Linked DNA regions of Zea mays: region 2 is linked to region 1. The links are chromatin contacts, called in public Hi-C maps. All regions are on one chromosome and are shown on one strand. The core of a region is the stretch at or near the end of the contact, and the rest is flanking DNA. Distances in the headings are between cores, read along the strand shown. Region 1 holds the start of LOC100384451. Region 2 holds the start of LOC100501547 (putative protein kinase superfamily protein).

The links. Hi-C and Micro-C count contacts between places; a contact is called where the count stands out from the background.
Region 2: a contact with region 1 is called in a Hi-C map of ear, with 1.8 times the contacts expected there. The contact joins the promoter of LOC100501547 here to the promoter of LOC100384451 in region 1. A contact is called at or near these places in 2 of 25 Hi-C or Micro-C datasets (ear and leaf mesophyll).

What each region holds. Positions count from the first base shown.
Region 1 is chr7:135,572,820-135,576,272 of Zm-B73-REFERENCE-NAM-5.0, forward strand. It overlaps LOC100384451, which reads right to left and starts at 1,558. Exons shown (of 8, transcript NM_001176987.2): 1 at 1,024-1,558; 2 at 527-594; 3 at 293-381; 4 at 37-202. The coding sequence starts at 1,300. It also overlaps a transcript of LOC100285233 not described here.
Region 2 is chr7:136,209,375-136,212,761 of Zm-B73-REFERENCE-NAM-5.0, forward strand. LOC100501547 (putative protein kinase superfamily protein) reads left to right here and starts at 1,768. Exons shown (of 3, transcript NM_001196243.2): 1 at 1,768-1,980; 2 at 2,953-3,387. The coding sequence starts at 3,097.

The DNA.
Region 1 (3,453 bases), core at 308-2,807:
TTTCAGCTCGCGATGTTAAGGAGGACGCGACCGAACCTGACGGCGGTAGTAGCCGATGTCGGACCAGCTGACTGGTGGCAGGGACCGGAGGGATCCCATCTCCACTCTTCTCTTGAGCCTCGGAGGCAGCTGCTTCAGGATCCGGACCTCGTCTCTCAGCGACGCTATGAAGTAGTCCACGTCAAATATGTCTTGGAAATCGCTGCGAAAGAATAAACCGAAGAAAACGGTTCTTTTTAGAAAGGGAACAGAAAAGAGAATCGGTATAGAAAGAAAGAAAGGAAAATAGTACCTGGGATCAGCCCAAAATGAAGCCTTATCCAACTCCGGTACGATGAGAGTAACGTTCAGATACCTTGCGATGGTTACCATGTCACAAATCTGTCTCAACAACAACAACAAGAAATAGGTGGAACCTTGAGGCCTGAATTTTCAGTATCAGACACATTATAAAGCTTAACGATGGCAGACATTCATAGATGTAACTTGTGACAATTGTATTTAGATTTCGATACACAGTGCTTACTGCTGCTCGCATCTGGTTAAGCCCGCCGTTGCAGGAGACCATCAGATAGCCGTTGTTCCTGTAGATTCCTGCACGTAGTATTGGTAAAAATCAAACGATCGTCCATGCTTTTACTGGTGCCTTGACGTAATGCGTAGGTACATGAAGTCATGAAAAATACATGGAGCGGTCAAATGGAATTAATCTGCAGAGCTAGGCCGGCAAATAAATTGGCCGGTGACTAGACAAAGCGAACACAGAATTGAATTGGACTAGAAATAACCTACATCGAATACGTACACTGCAACTGAAATGAGAAAGATTAGACAATTCAAAGTTCACTGAGGGGGGAGGTTGTGGGGAGAAGATGATCTCTTCGCGGTAAGAAGGGAGAAACGACTCACACCGAAAGTTCTCAAAGGGGAAGGACAGAACCAAGAAATTCCTGACCAATGGAAGAAGAGAAGCTTGATTCCAAAAACAAAAAAAAAACATGAACCAAGAAGCCACCAACTTACTTTTGGGTGGGAGCACCACCAAAGCGCGCGCTGCCTGCGTCTGGCCGGCGTCCGCCACACGCTCCGATGGCCTCTGCACGACGTGCGGCTGGTTGAGGCAGCCAGGCCACCTGGAGAGCACGCTGGGCGCCCAGAGCTCCCGGTAGGCCGCGAGCTGGACGAGGCACGTCCAGAGCAGCACGGTGCTGGCGCGCGCGACCCACAACCTCACCCGCGCCGACGAACGCCGCGCCTTCTCGGACTTCCCGCCTCCTCCTCCTCCGCCGCCGCCACCCATCTCATCCGAGGCACGACGAACGTCCCTCGTAGAGTCCTAGGCCACCTGAATAGTGTGGTTGAGGCTCTTGCGATCTTCCGTGTCCAAAGCTTAGTTCTTCTCTCTCGGTGGGTGTATTGCCTCGCCTTCCTTTACGATTATCGGCCCGGCCGCCGGCCCTTACCAAGAAAAAAAAAACAGTGTGCGCGCGAGCGGACGTGCCGGCGTGGCCGTGAGAGGTGAGAACTGCGGCGGCGGGGCAGGGGGCGCGTGTCAAGTTCGCGCCCGTGTGGATGGCCGCCCAGCTTGGCTTATTTGTACGCGCACGGGGCCTGTCCGTGTGCAAGAGCCGAGAGGGAGGCCTGAGACCCTGCGTGGGCAGAGGCTACGGGCCTGTGAGGGGAAAACCAATGTGCGGGGTCTGTATGTCGGGGGAACAGTGGACATGGACTCGGTGCAGGAAGCCTCCGGTTTGACTTCAGCACGCGCATTGGACAACTACAGATGCGAGTCGAGTGCATCTAGTTTTGTCCGAACCCAATTTTAAAGCATTAACTAGTGTAGTGCTAATATCTAAAAGATAAATGTTTTAAATTTAAAAGATGTATATTGTAAAGATAGGTTCTCAACAAAGAAAAAGTCTGTTAACGTCGGTTTGTGCTGCCAGAAGATTTTGAGATTGCTAATAAAAATTCCGGCTTATATATAAGATAGACTGAGATATATGAGACTGGAGATATATCAGAGAAAAAACGGGTCATCTGCAACTAGTGACACTGGCATGTGGGGCAGGATTAGGCTATGACCCGCACGGCACTTTTGAATGTTCTGGCCTGCCAAGTGCCAAAGAGAAATAAGATGCCACAAATGGGAAAGTTAAAAAAAAAGGAGTGGATGACAGCCGGAATGTCCGTGGGGCTGCTTCTGTGCATGGATCCCATGGAGCCATCCAAAAACCGAGGGGGGCCTCATCGTCTTCAGCTTGAGAAAGGCCAGTGAGCCACCCCTGGCTGGAGCCAGGCATCGCTTTGCGTATAGGGAGAGGAATGTTTGCTCTGGACCAATCGCTGCGAGATTGCTCTTCTTCTCGCAACGGCATCACATTTGGCGTGCTACCAAACTGGCACTGGGTTGGAGCAATAGCGGTAAGATTCTGGTATCGTCTTCAACAGAAAACTTGTCTGATTATCAGGGTTATACTTGCATAAGCAGCTGGCACGCGGTCGTCACAATTGACACGTAAGGTTTTCTTCTGTCAAACAAACACTTCTGGGAGCAGCTGTCTAACCTAGCCTGAACCTGTCGACTTATTATCGTCTAGGACACGATCAGACATGGCAAGGCGTGAACTGATGAGTCAGTACAGGATGAACCTGACACGCGCGCTCTTGCTCCCCCACTCTCCCCGTTGGTAGCCACCCTTCAAGCGAGCTCTACCACCTAGAGTGCCGTTTCTGCGAAGAAGAGACGGTGCTTTTCACTGTTACTATCTCCTCCCTAAAAATAAAACCATTTCTTAGAACTATGCCAAACTATATTGTACTTGACCAACTTTATGGGAGATGGTAAGATCGTTTACAACACCAAAATAAGCATATTATGCAACGTTATTTCATGATGCGTCTAGTGCTGGTATTGATTTGGTCTCGCAGATATTAATGTTTTTTCTCCTTCTTCTATAAATTCGATCAAAATTAAAATAATTCGAATTAGGAGTTACTCCTACTTAGAGGTTGATTTCATTTGGAACGGATCCAAGATGCATTCATTAACCGAGTAAGGGCTCGTTCGGTTGATATGGAATGGACTACCGGAACTGTTACTGGCCAGATTGCTTTTCTAATTTGTATAAGTTTTTATCAACAGGAACAATTCTTGGTGCGTTCCTGCAGAATCGAACAGGCCCTAAGGTGGTTTACTTCCACTCTACGACTATCACTACTCCCTATATCTGTATCACCAATGCATCAACACTGACACCAAGGAGCTTGAAAGACAATCCACGTACTATAGCAACAGGTGGGAGCAAATAAACCATAGCAATAGAACAATCACCACGCATTCCAAAGGTGACGCAATAATCGCGTCATCATAGAAACCAACGCAGCCGGCGTCCTGCGTTTTCCAGCAAGCAAGCGGTGCTCTGCCTCTGCCTCAGACGTACTAACACAAAA
Region 2 (3,387 bases), core at 518-3,017, 640 kb after region 1:
CAACCATGCATGCATGGACCACGTCAAATAGAACTGAATTAGTAGGCGGTCAGGAAGGGATTAGGCAGGATACAGTGGCGGATATATATAGAGAGAGAGAGAGAGACCGGGGATAAAGGTGGACGAAAAGAGATGGCCGTATGTCCTGGAGTGTCGCCGTAGTGCTGGCCGATTGGCAGGTTTCAGGTTGCTGTCTGCTCGCAGGGGCCATCATCGACTGCCATGCTCCCAAGGACGACAGCGATGGAGTTATGGGGGACGTCATTGATGCATCTTCGGGGTTACTATTTGAGATCCTCGATTCGTTGCAACTGGATCATCTCTTTCTCTTTCTTCTTCTCCGAGTAGCGAGCCAACCAAATCAGCACTGATTGGGCTGATTAAATAATTAAGGGTTTGTTTGGTTCAACTTTGAATTTCAGAAAATCTAATTTTAGTCGTGAGATGTGAGAAAGCTATTGTGAACTAATAATTATAAAAAAAACTAAAACTTGTTTAGCTGAAACAACTATCAACTATATATTCTAAAAGAGCATGTCAACTTATACCATGGATGTTAAGAATAATCTAGAAAATATAGGGTAGAAAATCTATTTCGTTTCACTGTGGCAGTGTTGTAAAGAATGTTGTGAAATTCTCATTGAGAATAGCCTTAAGGGAACGTTGGTTCGGTTTTTCAAATACAAAAGACACTAAAGAGACTCAGTGATATAACTCTGACTCTCTAGATCATAAATATAGTTAATAGATAGATACGTATGGATAGTTATGTAAAGATAGACTCTTATCTTATATTTTTTCCATCTAATAACTCTTTTTTAAACAGGAGTAGTAATTTCTAACGGAGAGATTACACCGAAGTTGTTCTATTCTATCCGAGCGAGAAGAAAAGCCTCGATCACGGCGGCTATGATTTCGGTCTCGTGGTTGTAATGTAGCCTCAGTGCTAGCCCAGCTCAAGTCAAGACCGGCGCCGAGCCGCAAAATCAAGGGCGTCCGGTTTAATAATCACCCAACTCCATATTTCGAGGTGTAATTCCAAGGCTGCTTTTGTGCATCCGAGATGAGCTAGCGGTAATGGACGAGGTGTGGCCATTTTTATTCCTCCCCATTGCCGAAACTGCTGGCCATGGACTGTGCTGCAGTCTGCAGCAGTCCAGCCAGTTGCGTGATTATTATCCGCAGTGAAACGAAGTGGCGAACACAAAAGAATTCCAATCTTGATGAGCGAAGACTACCGACGACGATAGCCGCAGCAGCAGCCGCAGCCGGCCAGCCGCTATGCCAAATGACTGAAACGCAGTCTCTCTCAGATGTTGCTCCCAGCAAGGAAATCAAAACAAAAACTCTGCTCATAAATCTCACAAAATCTTGAGAGATACGCACAGGACGTCAGGACTCAGGACTACTACCGGTTACTCGTCGAGAGTCGAGAGGACTGAAAATGTTCCCACGTTACAATTTAGTACAAACAAGGTTTAAATTTGTACGTATTTGGCAGCGTAGGGACTGTTTGCGCCGCGACCCTCGGGCAACGCGAGAGACCCACCCCTGCACCGCTGCACGGCTGCACGCTGCGCCCAGGCCCCAGGGCCGCCGCGGTTCCCCAAGCGCATCACCATTAGATTAGCGAGGAGGAGTAACCGCTTTGTTGAACCACTCGAAAAGCGCATCCTTTTACCACCAACCTTTGCCTTTGACCCGTCCCACCCTCCCGCACCCTTTGTCTCCTCTGCACTTCGCCTCGCCGCCTGAATCCCCCCACAAGCACCCCCACACCAATCACTGGAGGCGGAGGGAGGGAGGGCTCTCACTCACTCTCGGTCCCAGTAGCCGCCCGCAATGCAGCTCTGGTCCGCGTCGCGCCGTCGCCATGGCTCAGTCATGTGAGTCTCCTACAGGCACAGGAGGCGCCATCTCTCACCTCTCCGCAGTCAGCATCGGCAGTGCCATGGCCGCTCCTCGGTCCTACTAGCAAAGGTACCTCTCCATCCTCCTCCAGTCCTCCACCGCTCGCCGGCTGACTGGTCGAATGACCGCCGGCTGACTGACTGACTGATTGATTCGGGTGTCATTTTCCCCAGGTGGGGATGACCATTCCTGATCTGTTGCTTGCTTTAATGCCTCCCTCCCCATCACTTTCCAGATCCAGCCCACCTCTTCCCTTCCTCCTCCTCCTCCTCCTCCTCCTCCCCCGCGTCTTTATAAATCTCCCGCTGCCGCATTCACTGGCCACCGGAGTTAGTGCCCCCATGTCCTGACGCGGACGCGCGGGGAGCACACCACATGCCGACGTGCTGTGCTGTTGCCTCATATGATTTCGGTGTGCTCCATCATACCTGCCTCTCTTCTTTTTTTTTTCCCGGTGGGGAGAAAAGCGGGGGCAGCGAGTTGTGCGCCTTGTGAGCTTGCAGCTGTTCCAGGTTGCAATGCCTGTGCTGCTCGTGCTTTAGTCTAGGCTGCCCCCTTTTTCTTCCCGTTCGCTTTGGGAACATAAAAGATTTTTTCTCCCTTTCTTTGCTAATCTCTCTGGCGCTGGCCCACTTCGCCCCCCTATTTTTGTGGGGAATGCCGGGGTGGGGGCTTGTGATTTTTGAGCCCTCGTTCTAGTGCTTGGCCTTTTGGGGAGTGTTGATGCGGCGTTATGGGGCGATGGATCTGTTGTGAAACGCGAGCTCGTAGCACTAGCACTAGCTTGTCCGGGACCGGGAGCCTGCGAGGTAATTTCTTGGCCATGGATCCTGAAAAGGCCCCTCTTCTCTCTCTCTCTCTCTCTTCCACACACACACAGGTATCCGCCGCCGTGTGTTTGCTGTGCTCGTTTTCTGTCTGTCTTGATCGTTGTGGATTAGTTCTTTCGTTTTTTTTTTGTTGAATTGCTCACTCTGCAGCCTGTTTTTCTTGCAGAACCTTTTGTAGTTCTATTGCTAACGTGGCCAATTGATCTTTCAGATCAGGAGCTGGGGATTGCCCTGCCACTCTGCTGAAAGTTTTGGAGAAGTTGTGGTGTTTCCCTGCCTATTAGAGTCTGCGCTTCTGTGTTCCTGATCAACTGCTACTACGCGATTGTTGTCTTCTCAATCTGTCTGGCCAAGCATGGCTGGCCAGACGTCAAAGGCAAAGGAAGCAGGAAAAGATGACAGAGAAGAACCCGGAGCTGAGGCGGCGAAAGAGAAGTTAGTGCCGTCTCACCAGCAGCAAGAGTCTCCAGCTTCTGTGGTGGACAAGGATTCTTCAGGTGTGTCTTCAGTTCCTGGTGATGAGTCACCGGTCCTAGAAGGGGATTCTGTTGAGTTGAAAGTGGAGGAAAACTTGGATGGTAATGGGAATAAGGAAAATAAAACGTCCCAGAAGAGCAGTACAAGTGATGGCTTTGCTTCTGCTAAA